Linked DNA regions of Mus musculus: all the other regions are linked to region 1. Evidence: chromatin contacts called from public Hi-C, HiChIP or PLAC-seq and promoter capture Hi-C data. All regions are on one chromosome and are shown on one strand. Each heading gives the region's core, a stretch centred on a gene start, on an enhancer-like site or on the middle of the called end of the contact. The rest is flanking DNA. Distances are from core to core; before and after follow the strand shown. Region 1 holds the start of Rgmb (repulsive guidance molecule family member B). Region 2 has its middle 350 kb from the start of BC002059. Region 3 overlaps Gm41534 (a long non-coding RNA gene). Region 4 overlaps Gm41534 (a long non-coding RNA gene). Region 5 overlaps Gm41534 (a long non-coding RNA gene).

Region 1 (2,865 bases), core at 172-2,671:
TTTCTAAATTAAAGCTCTGCTGGGCTGATTGCTCAAGTGGCTTTTCAAAGGCAAAACAAGTGGGGACATTAAAATTCCTGTTTCTGTAGGACCACTAACTGAGCCCAACACCACCACCGCCACCTTTTGTTGTTGTTGTTGTTGTTGTTGTTGTTGTTGTTGTTCTCAATACCAAATAGAGCAGGTTCCAGTGTATCTTACAGACACCTTAAACGGACTCAAGGTATTTTTGTTTGGTTTGGTTTGGTTTGGTTTGGTTTGGTTTTCTCCCCAATTTGATTGGTATTTAGAGAAGATAACGGAAAATGAAATGCAAAAATCCAGACAGGGAATATGACGAGGGGTCTTTTGTTATTGAATTTCTGAACCTGGGAGTTCTGAGTCCTCAACCTTCCACATTTTTCTTGATAGTGAACCCAAGGTTCAGAAGTTAAACCCTCGAAGTCCCGCCCTTTTTTATACTACCCTATGCTGCCCCTACCGTTAGATGGAGAAACTGCAGGTAAAGGTTAGTGGAGAGAAGGCGATCTGGGGAGGATAAGGATTAACTAACTACCTGAGCCCAGATGCTTAGAGTTTTGTCTTAACTAAAGAAAACAAAACAAAACCGCACTCTTGTTCTAGAATGAGTGAGCTGCCGCTAACTATCTATGAAGCTCAAGAATCACCCTGGAGGTCTTTAATGATAAAATATTAAACTAAAAATAAGCCAGAAATTACAGGTTTATTTTTCACTAAACAGACAATTGAAATACATGGTACAAAAATAAGTGGTAAGATTATTGTAAATTGAAAAATGGACAGAATAAATATTCAATTTAATTTTCCATCTATGAGAATTTCACAATAAAATCATAATTTACTTTGTATTATTAAAAAAAAAAAAAAAAGAATCACCCTGGAGAACATAGCTCGATCTCCCCTCCCCCATCTCCTTCCACGGGATGCAAAGGACGTCGTCCTGAAACATTTCCTGAGCCAGTTCTTTTACAATACACTTTCTCATTTGGGTCTAAGGGGTTTCTTTCTACCCTTTCTCTCGACGTGAAGCCAAGTCATATTGGCACCTCAGGTGGACAGGAACGATAACCCTCTTGTGCTCGCACACGTCCAGAGGACCATCCCTGTCACCTCCTTCACAGTTACACGCAGTAGGAAGACCCTAGAGGATAGTTGGAGGGACGTGCTTTTGAGGGCACTGATGGACAGCTATAAAAAGCGAGGAGAAAAATCGAGGGGAGGGGGGTCTGTTGCCGTCGTGGCGGCGCGGAGTGCGAACACCGCACGCGTCCGGCTGACAACAGGCAGAGCCCGCAGCAGGACCGTGATGAGCCGGGTGGGTAAAGGCAGCGCTGCGGGCCCGGAGGGCGGCGCAGAGGGCGGCGCTGGCGGCGTGAAAGGCGCCTTTGTGCAAGCCGGTGTGTAGGACCGCGGGAGAGGAGAGAGCAGGACCTGGAAACGGGGAGAGGCGTACCACGCTCCCTGCCGTCGGGTCTCCAGCAGGACAGTAGGGTAGAGCGGTGGACTGGGGACCGGCGCTGCAGAGGTTGTCTGCCTCTGTGGCCGTGGGGCAGGGGTGGGAAGAGAACAGTTTGGAGGAAGTTGGGGAGAGGGACCTGTCTCCCCGCCCTCTCCGCCTAGGTGACAGAGAGGCCCCGCTGGCTGGCAGGGTGCAAGCACTGCCCCGGAGCTCACTCGGGAACCGGCATCTGGAGAGCGGCCCCCGGGTGGAGCCGCCCGCCTGCCGCCCACCTGGGGCAGAGTGGCGGGCGCGGCGTGGCCTCCCTCCTGCGCCCCGGCCGCGTGGCTTGCGGCTTATTTTCCCAGCTGGCAAGCGTCGCGCTGCAGACAAGGGAATGCCTGTGGTGAGTTGTTTATTTTGTTGAAGTTTGCGGTGGGCCCGGAGGACGGTGGGGGGGGGGCGAATAGCAGGCAGCGGCCGGGACTGTTTTGTTTAGGTCTTGGTCCACCTGTGTGGTATAAATCTGCCAGGCTCCGGGCTGTGGGGTCCAGGGTGAGAAAGCCCTGGCGTTCCAAAAGCTCCTGGCCACGTTTAATTTGCAATGCCTGGAACCGACTAGAGTCTAAGGAAGGCTGCTCCCCAACCCCCAGCTTTCCGTAGACGCTTCCCCTAAGGGACAGTCGCCTCCTATGACCTGGGAACAGCTGGCCACTGAAGTTTCCCCATTCCCTTCCCCATTCCTCGGGGGTAATGGAGCTGAAGCTTTAATGTGAGAGGAGCCCAAGAAAACAGAGACAAACTTATCGTGGGGGCGGGGGTGGTGTGAAGTTCGTTCAGGGGTGTTGGGTCGGACTGCTTCTACAAACTGGGATCCTGTGTTGGCCAATTTCCCAAACTAGACTGGTGAAAGGCTGGCTGGCTCCTGAGGGAGCCCATAGGAACCCCTGGGGCTGATGTTAGTACAGCCTCGGCTTCGTTTGCCTGGAAGAAAAGCCTAAATACATTAGTGAGAGGGTAAAGCTTTTAAGGCCTTCTTGGGAGTGAGTGGCTGGCTAATGAGAGGTTAATTTTGTTTCGAAGGGAAGGCTGTGCTGGTTTCCTGAGATAAATGGACAGGAAGCACATTACCTCCAAGCACTGGCAAGCGGCTCCCAAATGCTTTTTGCACCTGCCGCTTCTAGCCCTGAGAGCCAGAAGCGAGCCCTACTGGAGTCTGTTAGGGATCAAGGGGCCGGGGATGCAACCCCTTGCACTCTCCGTGGTCTCTCTCTCTTTCTCCAGGGGCTCAGCGCTCACACGGAGCCCTGGGGCTCTTCTCTTACACCTAGGTCCTGCGTGTTCCGGAGCTCGGGGGCATCCTGATCCCGCTGAGCCCCTTCCAGGTGCAGAAGGGTTAACAATGA
Region 2 (2,865 bases), core at 97-2,596, 770 kb before region 1:
AATCATCCTGGATATTTACTGGCAAAGTTGTAGAACCAGCCATTTCTAAACAAACCCTAGGCTGCCTTAATTAAATAATGATATTGGAAACCAATGGGTCAGTGCTAGTATACAATCAGCTTTTCAAGAAAGAAAAAAACTCACAAATGATGCAAAGTATGTCACCTCTAATTAATAGCATTGATAGATGGTTTAAACAGAAGTTATCTAGGCATTTGTTCTTAGAAAACCTTATAATTATTAGGGACCTCCAAAAGAATTAGTTTATGTGGGTTTTATTTACTTATTGACTACTGACCTAAAAGTTAAAGCTGAGATATTTAGACATACTTCTTCAAAGCAGTATTTGAATAAAACACTAATAAACCCAGTTTGTTTGTATAACAAAAATAATTTTATATAAAATCTAAACTTTCAGGAGAACATAGCAATAACAAACTCATTGCTTTACACTTCAATAAATCTTTATGTTGCCTGTGAAAATTAAAAAAAACAACAACAACCAAATTTATCAGCTATTTTTGTGTTTAAACTACTGAAAGTTATTAGTTTGGTTGAAGTCTATCAAAAATATTTAAACTCACACTCTCACACCAGCACATAAGTGGAAATGAGACTTTAGTAGCCTTTTCATGTAACATCTGCATATCTGCTATGTCTTCATAAGAAAAACACATGGCATAGGTATATTTCATACTGCATATATATATATATATATATATATATATATATATATATATATATATATATATATATATATATATATATATATATATATACACACACACACATATGCATGCCTTCTGGATTCCCTTGAAATCCTGCAGGAGCTCCAAAGCTTTGGAGAATGTTAGTTTTGATATCAAGTAGTAACATAAAAAGTATATAAGAAAATTGTTTACTATGGCTTACTCACTGTTTGATCAGAGGTGATTTTCATCGAATTAAAAAAACCTGTTTCATAGTAAAAGAATGAACGAGCATCAACCCTTAAAACAGTGGCACAGTCGTGAATGACATAGAAATGAAAGCTCGGTGCTGACAAGCTGACAATTCATCTTCAGCTGCTATATTTTTCCTCTATTCTCATTCTCTCTCTCTCTCTCTCTCTCTCTCTCTCTCTCTCTCTCTCTCTCTCTCTCTCTCCCTTTCGTTTTTCTTCTTTTGGTTCCTACTTTCCCATTGCAACTTGTCTCACTGTCACGTTCTCTATCAGAGTGACATGTTTGGTGCAAGGCCACTTGGAAGCATTTTTCATGCTTTTCACTGACCACCTGTCAGTCCCTGTGAGTGCTTATGTGAGCAATTTTCACCATGCAAACACTGCATGGGGCACTTGAAAGAAAGCAAAGCAGTTTGGCAAGGGCGAGGAGGCAGGAGTCCAGCATGGTGCCAATTTTCTGAGTCTGTTTCTCTGCTGGAATGACTGAGATGATGGATGGCTGATATCATTATCAAGTGTCTTTTATCCTTAAGGATAATTTTGCCAATTTTCCCGGAAAGTTAAATATCCACAGATGTTTGAAATGAAAAATTTCTCATTTGTAACCCAAAGGCTTTAACTACCAAATTGCTAAAGAATGTCAGTGGAAACTGGCAATTTCACTGTAGTTTCAGCAAAATACCATTGAATGTCCTGAAGACACCTTGTCATTTCGATCTTGCACAAAACTCTTTCCTAATGATTTTCTCTTTTTCAGATTAAGAGTAGGGATAGAATGTCAATGTTGCTAGTCTCAGCCCACAGTCTATGTGCATATGTGTACGTGTGTGTACGAGTGTGTGTGTGTGTGTGTGTGTATGTGTGTGTGAGACTGTTAGTCAAAGAACTATGTTAAGACTTTTAAATATTATTTTGTTTAACCTTAGAGAATTTTATACAATGTAAAAAGTGATTGTTTTAATAAAATAAATTTCCACTCACAAGAAACAGATATGGGCAGGAAGGAAGAAGATATATATTTCATACTTAAAATATTACTCCAAAGTTTCTTAAGAAAGTAGTGTTTGTACTTTCCATCTCTCTCTGACTAATAGAGTCCACCTCATCTTTATTTTTCTTTCTTCCTGATGCTCTATTAGCTGTATAGATATATCCCTAAACATTTGATGAAAAGGAAAAGTTATTGTCTCCACTTTGAAATCTCCATTAATCAAAATATATATTTTGATGGCATGTCAACCACTTGAATGAAATTTACATTAATTTATTTTTCAAGTGTATCTTTAAATTATATAGGAAAGGTCCATGTCAATTTATTTTTTTTTAATTTGTATCTTTTGAACATAGTGATAACCATTCATAATCTTAACCTGCATTTTTCAATTGTGTTCAAGCTAGAACACTAGGAACCATTAGAAAATAAATGGGGGTTTGGTTTCTACCCACAATAAATGAGTCAGGACTAGGGCACTGTTAATTTTTAAAGAAACATTTTAAGAGGTTCTAATGCATAGTAACAGTTTAAAGTTGCTATTTTAGACATTTGTGACAAATTCACTTTCGTGCTATGCAACAGTATCAAGAAACCAATAGCTATCTAGATAATTATATTAAAATGACCTCAAGGCCATATAGAGTCACAATGTAGGAATATTGTGATGCATTTGCAGTCTGAACCTGATGCTCCAGATGGAGAAGCAGGAACTCACATATCAGGCTCCTGATGTCTTTGTGTAGTTTTCTCCTTTTAAATGAATCAGAGTTCTTTTCTTGTTTCTCTGATTTCACACCACAGGATTCTCCTTATAGTTATGGCTAAACTGTCACAGGCTTTTCTTTACTTATAGGCAAATATTTTTCCTTACACAGGACTTTTCAAGTTAAAGGTTGATAATTGAATGATAAACCATCACATGTATAAA
Region 3 (2,865 bases), core at 195-2,694, 650 kb before region 1:
CAAGCAATATCCTTCCTCAATTTTGTCACTCTTTCCCTTTCCCTTTCGGCATTAATTTCTTTGAAAATATATGGAGAATGGTCTTTCTTTTCCAGAAATTACGTTCACGGATCACTACTTTGTGCAACTCATCCTAGGCTATGATTATCTTCTCATACTAGGCTATGATTATCTCTGTAAAAAGTGCTATTTCCTAATATCAAATTTCATATCTCCTCACTTGTACAATCTGTGATTATTAAACTCGAATTAAACCTAGCATCAATTTTGAGTATCAAAAATACATACTACTTAGTATATTTGTGTCATTGATATATCAATAAACACAACTTTTCACAAACTTAAATATGTATTAAAACTACAGTCTATGCACACACACACACACAGAGATTGAGAGAGAGAGAGAGAGAGAGAGAGAGAGAGAGAGAGAGAGGAACAGACATAGCCAATCATGCTACAATACAAGCTCATAGTGCCTGTTTGATAATGTTTATTGAGTAAATAGATGAAAGAGGAAAAACTCTTCTTTTTCTGCCTTTAATGTTCAATAATTGTAACAATCTTAGATAAATAATTCTTTAAAGTGAAATGATGTCAAATGGATTTACATGCACATATTAACAGTTTTTCAATTCTAATATGTGTGATGATTATACAATTCTCTCTCTCTCTCTCTCTGAGACTAGGTCTCAATATTAAATAGTATTGGCTGTTCTGAAACTTGTTATATAGACTAGGCTGGGACTCGTACAATTCAGCTGTCTCAGCCTCCTGAATACTGGGATTAAAAGTGTGTGCTACCATGCCTAACATTATATAGTTCCTTCTTATACTTAAATACATGAGAATGAGGTAAATGGTAGAAAACTAAGAATGATTTGGGAAATATTTAGAAAAAACAAACAAACATATAAACAAACAAAACCAAGATAACCTTACTCTTTTTCTGCATTAGGATGAGAGGTATATAATTTTGCTAATTCTTAAATGTGAACAAAAGCTTTAATTGCTATCTATTAAACATAAGTAAATTAAAAGAAAGATAAGAGAAACAAGAGGAAAAGCCTATAACGAGAAATCTGGGAGCAAGGTTCATCTTAATGATTCCTAGGATAGTTTGCCTTGCAGAATATGTGTGTCTTGAGGAAATGTTAATTCAGGAAGTTGCTTCTTGATTGCACTAACGGGCCCACTTATACAATCAAACATGGTTAAATGCTTCAATGCCTGAAATGAATATCTACCACCTTCCGGGGAACATAAGTAATATGTGTGAATACATATTTTCATGAAAGATCTCTACATTCTTGGGAAATATACTACAAAAAGAAACAGCAGCCCTCAGAAAAAGAAAGCCTTCAATACGGGATGCATATGACAGATCCTTCACAATGTGTTGCATCCATTACATTGACTTAACTGAGTCACCTTCCTCTAACTCCACAAAATGAAGAGATATTGGCAGTAGCTAGGATGACTCATGACCACAGTAACATATTTCACAAACATCCTCTGGGGCATGGGCCACAATCTATGAGATAACAGCTATTATCCTATAAACCAAGAGCCCTTCGAAACAAAGATTCTAAAGCAAAAAGAAGCTACACTCTCTATAGCTCTCCTGTTTAATTCATAATGCTTACGAGTACCACTTTAACTGCATAATCAGAGCTTTGTCTCTTATGGTATAGTATCAGGATAAAAAATGTTTCTATTTCATATTATTCTTTTCTAAAATATCCTCCCACATATTTAATAGATTTAAATTATTTTCATATGCCTTAAAGATGCTTTATATTTACTTGGTCTTGTAATTTTCACTTCAATATGAAAATATTGACTTAAAATTAAAATAGAGTCCTAAAACCCAATGACATAATTGCAATTATTTTAGATAAAAATAATTAAAGCATCTGCACAATCATAAAAATGTATAGTTATCATGCTTATTTTAACTATCTAAAGCATTATTTACTTTAAAACATGTGAATCCTGAGAATTCTATCATGAAAAATTACCCTTTTTTCTGTTTTCCTAGACATAAAAAGATTTTGAGAGAAACAAATTTTCAGTAAATCTGATAAACCGACATTTCTATAAACTTGTTCATCCTTATTTTTAGATTTGACAATCACATTTAATTTAAAAATTTTGTATAGTAGAATCATGGCAGTTATCAAACTAATTAAACTTATAAACCAAAGGGATTATTTAAGTTGTGAAATTGGTAGGATAGAACTAATATGGTACATAATAACAGTGTTGATTCCTACATAACAGCTTCTATCTATGACAGTTCCTCTAAATCTATCAATCTTTGTAGTCAGGAGGGTTGACCTATAAAGACAACATATAAGGTTTCATTTGCCCCTCTATTTCTAGGCCAAATACCACCAGCTCATTCCAGAAGAGAAAGTGTAATGAGAACATGACCTTTAAAATATGGGCTTTTCAAAGATATTTGCTTCCAAATCCCAGAACTAGTGGATTTTGTGCCATGCATGTTCAGAAAAACATTGAAGATATGACTTAAGTGACAGATTCTTCAGAAAGAGTATTATTCTGTACTTTCTCCCTAGTTTTAATATGCTCACAAGGTTCTTGTCAAGAGGAATATGGAAAAGTCAAACTCAGAATGAGAAAATGAAAGAGGAAGTGACATGAGGTTAGAAATCAGACTGAAGGGAAGGCCATCCAGAGACTGCCCCACCTGGGGATCCATCCCATATACAGACACGAAACTCATATGCTATTGTGGATGCCAAGAAGTACTTGCTGACAGGATCCTGATATAGCTGTCTCTTGAGAGTCTCTGCCAGAGCCTGACAAGTACAGAAGCAGATGCTCATAGCCAATCATTGGGCT
Region 4 (2,865 bases), core at 118-2,617, 610 kb before region 1:
GCAGAAGATGGCCTAGTCAGCCATCATTGGGAAGAGAGGCCCCTTGGTCTTGCAAACTTTATATGCCCTAGTACAGGGGAATGTCAGGGCCAAAAAGTGGGAGTGGGTGGATAGGTGAGCAGCGCTGGGGGAGGGTATAGGGGACTTTTGGGATAGCATTTGAAATGTAAATCAAGAAAATATCTAATAATTTTTTTAATGAGCTTGAGAAAAAAAACAGGAAATGAGCTTGTGATCTGATATTGCCTGCCAGCACTGGCATCAACTAACTGCATTTTTACCGCATTTTAATCTGATCCTTAGAGTATAGTTTATAACTGGATCTCCTGCTGCTACTAGATACATTGGCTCAAGCTGAAGGGGTAGTGTCATTGTTGAGATGAAATATACTCAAGCTGGCTAAAGAGATAGCATCAATATAAAAATTATTTCCTGTAACAATATATAACATGTACATAAGTGACTCCCATAAAGTTTTGTTTTCTATAATAATATCCTTTGAAAATCAAAAACTGTACTGAGTATAAAACCCATTAGATCTTAAACCATGCTAATAATATGTATTGGCAGAAGGAGAGAGATGGTAATGTAGTATTTTTCATGTTCCTGTTGTATATCTCAGACCTGTCTATAGATATGCATCCAGAAAGTCTACTGACACATTTATATACTTTTTGAGGAATACATACATTCATACTTATTTTCTAAAATGTCTATGATAAAGTATGTTTATAATACTTGTTGTAAATGTTAATAATAAAACTTTAAAAATATGATCTGGTTACATTCCATCAAGTTATTTCACTTATATCAAATGCTAGCATGCCAACCTTCTGAACAGTCACAACCTAGCAAGTTAACAAAACACTTTTTAGTTAAACAATGAAAAGGGAGTTAAGACTACAAACTCAGAGGAAATTTGAAAACATATGAAACATAAAGGACATTGGTAAACCCAAACTGGAAGTTTATTAATCTCCTGGTATTTTTTTTATCTATATTGCAGTCTCACAGCTCCTCTCTTTTTAAAATATAAGTAAAAAATAAACCAAGAATATCTTTGCATTCTCTGTTTTACTAAGAAATTGTCCTAATCCCTTTCCCTGTGCAGGCTATCTATGTGGGGCCTGGATCATTATGGCAGGCTAACACAGTCTAACTACATTGTCTTTCTAAGGCCTGGAGTAACAGCCCTAGAAAGGTGAAGTCTGGCAGCATTCATTGCCCTGGGTCTGTGCTTCTTCAAAAGCTGGTATTCAGGGTTGTGACAAGCTGGCAAAGACCAATCAGCGGGAATTAGCGGTATTGTGTGCAGCTGGCTTATTGCATGGTTTCTAACAACACATCCAACAGAACTGATTATGTCAAAACAGATTTCCCTTCATTAGAGCCTTGCAGTCAGCACTTCTAACAGATAACCAGATCAGAGTGTGCCTGTGCAAGAGCTCTGAGGTAACCCCTGGATGCTGAAGGAAGGCTTTGAGAGGTCGGTGTATTAGTGAGATGTTAAGGATACAGATCAGTCACATCTGGAAAAACTGCTATTCTTCCTTCCTCCCTTGATTTCTTCGGTCCTTCCTTTTATCTTCCTTCCTTCCTTCCTTCCTTCCTTCCTTCCTCCCTTCCTCCCTTCCTCCCTTCCTCCCTCCCTCCCTCCCTCCCTCCCTCCCTCCCTCCCTCCCTTCCTCCCTTCCTCCTTTCCTTCCTTCCTCCCTTCCTCCCTTCCTCCCTTCCTCCCTTCCTTCCTTCCTTCCTTCCTTCCTTCCTTCCTTCATTTCTTTATTTTGAGATTTCTCATGGAATTTACTTACAGAAAAATGATTTTAAGCTAAGTATTTTTCAATTACATGACAATGAAAACAGTCTCACAAAGTCCTAATAATATTTTCACTTTCATCTACTTTTTGATTATTATTTCATCACAACATTTTCTCTTTCTGTTCCTCCCTCTAAGTCCTCCTACATACTCCCATGCTCTTCTTCAAATTTATAGCCTTTTATTCACTAATTGTTATTGCATATATGTATATCCACTTATATTTCTAAATATAACGTGTTCAGATCATAAAATGGACTGCAAGTATGTATTTAGGGTTGATCATTTGGCACTTGATAATCAGTGCTGTGCTTTTCTCTGTAGAAGGCCACCTCTTCCCATTTCCAGATTTTCTCACTTGCCTATAGTTCTCTGTGTATGGTTGAGGCCTCATGGATTCCGCTCAACCAATTTGACAAGTCTCTTGTTCTTGTCTTGTTCTTATGACATATGAACAGTAACGGTGAGAATTTAATTGGTGTATCTTCTGATAGTAATAAGAGATGCAAATAATTGACTTTTAAAATCTTTCTGTTCCATCTTCCACAGTGGTCCACAACTCTGCATTTTGATTGGTTGCAGTGGTCTTCTGTTTCAAAGAGAAGTTTCCTTGATGAGAAGTAAAGATTATACTTTTCTGTGATTGTAAGGACAAATGTTTATGGGTTATTGTTTGACATTATGATTGTTTAGTAAATTAGTAATTGTAGATTCTCTTCCAATAACCATTACTTCACTATCACGGAGTATTTAGCTAAGTTTCCAATACCAGGAATAATTTTCTTGTTCTTAATCAGGTCTTAAGTCTAATTAGAGAGCTGTTGGTTACCAGACAGGTATGTAATCCCAGAGTAATTATACCACATTGTCTTTGATGTGATTCATAGGTGTCATACCTGTGTTGGATTGTTGATCCTCCATTAAAAGGTTGCATGGTCCCTTCTGCTACCATGAAAGCCAGCCTTCAGAGAAGTGTGTCCATATCAATTACAGATCTGGGGTCTCTGGGCCATGAGAACACCTGAAATGGATGGTGTCTTCACTATTAG
Region 5 (2,865 bases), core at 201-2,700, 540 kb before region 1:
TGTGGTTCATAGACATCACATCTGAATAGGACTATTAATTGCTTTTTTTCCTTAGCATCATTACCTTCTAATACTATGAAATCAGTCTTCAGAGCTTGGCCAGACCAGGTTATATTCTTTCTAATTCTCTGTCTAAAATTTTTGGTATTCTCAGTAATAGGGGCTTTACCTTTGAATTCTGTGAATTAGTCAGAGGCAAAATCAATAACCTATAATTGTTTTGGAGTTACTGTGCATATATAATCAATAATTTGAAAGGATATTTCTTATGCACAGTGCCGAGATTTTTGTTACATAGTCTATCACTCTTTCAGAGAACATTATCACCCCAAGTGGCATAACTTCATTTCAACTATGTATATGTGGATGTGAATGTATATGTATTTGCATGTATGTATATGAACATATATGTATCCGTGCATATATAATTTTAAGTAAATATAAAATAAAATGATTCCCTATAGTCTTTTCAAATACCCTTATTGTTATTTATTTTTCCATCAACTCCCATACTGCCTTCTTCTCCCCTCCCCAAGAAAGCCCCTTCCTACTGTTTTGCCCATCTTCCCCTTTATAGCACCTATATCCAGCTACCCTCCTCTCTAAAGCTCCATCTGGCCCATCCTCCCATTGTCTCTTTTACTTTTCCTGGTTGCTGTGGTTGTACCAGGTTGTGCTCTCACATATGATGATTTGGAGCCAAGAGCCACAAAATGTGGGGGTTGGGAATTGCTACACACACTCCAGTGTAGTCTGCTTGACAGGCTGAGAAGCCTGGAAGCACTCATGAGGCAAAGAGTTTCAGAGAAACTCACCTCCTGGAACCTTGGCGTTCTCATAACCCGTATACTCATACCCTATCCCTGCGTTAGTCTGGTGTATGGATCCACGTGCTCTCTTTTAGTATTATTTTATTATAAGTGCCTTTTAAGATTGAATTCTGACATAGCTAAGCCTTCGCCAGTGTTCCAATGTCCCAGAAAATCCTTGAAGTCGACAAACTTGGAATTCAGTAGGAATTCAGTAAGAAGGCTACCTATTCAGGAACATTCAAATTTACTTCTAGTAGAGACATTGAAACTAATTAGGCATTACAAAGAACAGAGCCAGAATAGCTCAGGGCTGGTCTGCAGAGTGTTTACTTGGGACAGTAGCCAGTCTTACCCAAACAAGGGAATACACAATGGCCTAGCTAATAGGTGGGTTTACCATGTAAAAGTTAGGGAATCCCACTGAGACAGGAATCTTCACTACAGCCAGGTATAGCAGTCTACATTGCATATTAGAAGCAAGTTGGTGAATTCTTCTGACAAATGGAGATTCTCCACAGATACTTAAAAGAACAGCCAAGTTACACTCATACAAGAATTTATCAGGCCTAGGAAAGAGGGGGGTTGTGGTATTGCATTATTCATGAGAAGGCCTGCTAGAGCAGAACCCCCTGGTGCTAGCTTTAACAAGGCTCAAAGGAGTAGCACAAATTGTGACTAGGGTGTGAAATCCTTACCTGTCATTTGCTGACCCTAGGCAGGGCGGTTTTATCTTTACTGTAAATATTACCTGGTTCCTGTAAGTCCTTTTGAAGTCATTCCTTTGTTTTGTGTCAGGTAACTTCAATGTACTTTGCCTGCTGTGACATCCTACCCCCTTTATTTTCTGTATTATTTAAGACTGGTGTTCACTTTGTGACAATACATTCAGATTCTACACAATCTCCTGTTTTGCATCTGTCTGTCATTCATTCGCCCGACTCCTTGTCCACCTGCAACTAGAGACCCATTCTATGCAAACAAGGGACCAAGAGGGTCTGCCGAAGTTTGGCGCTATATACCACTCAGAATAGTATTTTAACTTCCATTCACTTACCTACAAATTTTGTGATTTCATTTTTCTTTACAGCTGAATAGTGTTCATTATGTATATGTACTAGATTTTTTTTTTAATCCATTTTTCAGTTGAAGAACATTTAGGTTGTTTCCATTTCCTCACTGTTGTGAACAGAGCAGCCAAAAATCAGTGCTAAGCAAGTGCTTGTAGAGGAGGATGTTAAGTCCTTTGGGCATATAAGAAGGAATAGTATAAGCGAGTCATGCAATTGATCTTATTTTTTAGAATAATCCACACTAATTTCCATAGTAGTTGTACCAGTTTGCAAAAACAACAATGTATAAGGGTTCTCCTTTCCTTACATCCTTGCCAGAATTTGTTCTAGGTGATTTTGTTGGTCTTATTCAGCCTGCCAGGGGAAAAATGAAATCTCAAAGTTGTTTTTTAATTTGCATTCCCCTAACTGCTAGAGACCGTGAACTATTTTTAAGTGACATTTTAGCCATTTTTATTTCATCTTTTGGGAATTTCTGTTCAGATCCATAACCATTTGAGTTATACAAATACATAATAGAAAATTCAAAAAAGGAAAGTTTCCAGTTGGTAAAGAGAAAAAATAATCTGTGGAAATTCACCAAGGTCAGCTGACTAGAAATAGTGGCAAAGCCAGTGTGAAGGTCACAGGACTCCCTTCACATAGCTATGGCGTGAAGAGCAGCTGTGTGACATCTGTTGTTTTTCATTTTGCAAGATTTTGGTTTCCATGGCCTTTACTATTCTGAGAAAACTAATGTAATATTCCCCAAATAAATTAAGATCTTCTTGGCTTCTTAAATGTAAGCTTCTATTAAAACTAGACTAGGAAAAAGAATAGTGAAAATCTTCCACTGGGATTCTGGGGTCACTGTAAAAAGGCATGAGTACTAGGATTTATTCAGCTGTTGTTTTCTATGCCTGATGACAATTGATTGTCTTCACCTTTGTACTGTGACTGTTAAGTTCATGTGAAACCTCAAAGATCACATCTGATCATCTTTA

What was found. Promoter capture Hi-C pulls out the DNA fragments that hold promoters and counts their contacts. A called contact is a pair of places that touch in the nucleus more often than the background predicts. HiChIP or PLAC-seq counts read pairs in DNA pulled down with a chosen protein or histone mark.
Region 2: a contact with region 1 is called in a promoter capture Hi-C map of second pharyngeal arch cranial neural crest, with 17 times the contacts expected there. The contact joins the enhancer-like site here to the promoter of Rgmb in region 1. A contact is called at or near these places in 3 of 39 promoter capture datasets (cranial neural crest, hippocampal neurons and second pharyngeal arch cranial neural crest), 4 of 484 Hi-C or Micro-C datasets (cerebellar granule neurons, cortical neurons and muscle stem cells) and 12 of 115 datasets of contacts at active chromatin or transcription factors (SST interneurons, astrocytes, craniofacial prominence and 9 more).
Region 3: a Hi-C map of adipose-derived mesenchymal stem cells shows a contact between it and region 1, with 2.2 times the contacts expected there. The contact joins the enhancer-like site here to the promoter of Rgmb in region 1. A contact is called at or near these places in 7 of 39 promoter capture datasets (3T3-L1-derived adipocytes, cranial neural crest, embryonic stem cells and 4 more), 5 of 484 Hi-C or Micro-C datasets (the C2C12 cell line, the STO cell line, adipose-derived mesenchymal stem cells and 2 more), 21 of 115 datasets of contacts at active chromatin or transcription factors (the NIH/3T3 cell line, astrocytes, a colorectal cancer cell line and 16 more) and 2 of 9 other capture datasets (adipose tissue and embryonic stem cells).
Region 4: a contact with region 1 is called in an H3K4me3 HiChIP or PLAC-seq map of embryonic basal ganglia, with 6 times the contacts expected there. The contact joins the enhancer-like site here to the promoter of Rgmb in region 1. A contact is called at or near these places in 2 of 39 promoter capture datasets (both in embryonic stem cells), 17 of 115 datasets of contacts at active chromatin or transcription factors (the NIH/3T3 cell line, SST interneurons, VIP interneurons and 12 more) and 4 of 9 other capture datasets (adipose tissue, embryonic stem cells, liver and 1 more).
Region 5: a promoter capture Hi-C map of stem cell-derived epiblast-like cells shows a contact between it and region 1, with 5 times the contacts expected there. The contact joins the enhancer-like site here to the promoter of Rgmb in region 1. A contact is called at or near these places in 9 of 39 promoter capture datasets (the 3T3-L1 cell line, cranial neural crest, embryonic stem cells and 4 more), 4 of 484 Hi-C or Micro-C datasets (embryonic stem cells, muscle stem cells, myocytes and 1 more), 20 of 115 datasets of contacts at active chromatin or transcription factors (astrocytes, craniofacial prominence, differentiating embryonic stem cells and 10 more) and 2 of 9 other capture datasets (adipose tissue and embryonic stem cells).

What each region holds. Positions count from the first base shown.
Region 1 is chr17:15,829,621-15,832,485 of GRCm38.p6, reverse strand. Rgmb (repulsive guidance molecule family member B) reads left to right here and starts at 1,421. Exons shown (of 5, transcript NM_001372257.1): 1 at 1,421-1,865; 2 at 2,791-2,865. The coding sequence starts at 2,862.
Region 2 is chr17:16,598,367-16,601,231 of GRCm38.p6, reverse strand. No RefSeq gene overlaps it. Among named protein-coding and RNA genes, the nearest start is that of BC002059, 350 kb to the left of the region's middle. Within about 2 kb of position 1,346, at least 4 of the 459 cell types and tissues checked have an H3K27ac peak or open chromatin away from gene starts, as enhancers often do. A contact at or near this core is called in second pharyngeal arch cranial neural crest, where this site is marked.
Region 3 is chr17:16,480,545-16,483,409 of GRCm38.p6, reverse strand. The region is part of intron 3 of Gm41534 (a long non-coding RNA gene); the gene reads right to left. Among named protein-coding and RNA genes, the nearest start is that of Gm41534, 250 kb to the right of the region's middle. Within about 2 kb of position 1,444, at least 21 of the 459 cell types and tissues checked have an H3K27ac peak or open chromatin away from gene starts, as enhancers often do. A contact at or near this core is called in the C2C12 cell line, the NIH/3T3 cell line, the STO cell line and 3 more, where this site is marked.
Region 4 is chr17:16,443,218-16,446,082 of GRCm38.p6, reverse strand. All of the region lies in intron 2 of Gm41534 (a long non-coding RNA gene), which reads right to left. Among named protein-coding and RNA genes, the nearest start is that of Gm41534, 210 kb to the right of the region's middle. Within about 2 kb of position 1,367, at least 10 of the 459 cell types and tissues checked have an H3K27ac peak or open chromatin away from gene starts, as enhancers often do. A contact at or near this core is called in embryonic basal ganglia, where this site is marked.
Region 5 is chr17:16,372,851-16,375,715 of GRCm38.p6, reverse strand. All of the region lies in intron 2 of Gm41534 (a long non-coding RNA gene), which reads right to left. Among named protein-coding and RNA genes, the nearest start is that of Gm41534, 140 kb to the right of the region's middle. Within about 2 kb of position 1,450, at least 12 of the 459 cell types and tissues checked have an H3K27ac peak or open chromatin away from gene starts, as enhancers often do. A contact at or near this core is called in embryonic stem cells, muscle stem cells and stem cell-derived epiblast-like cells, where this site is marked.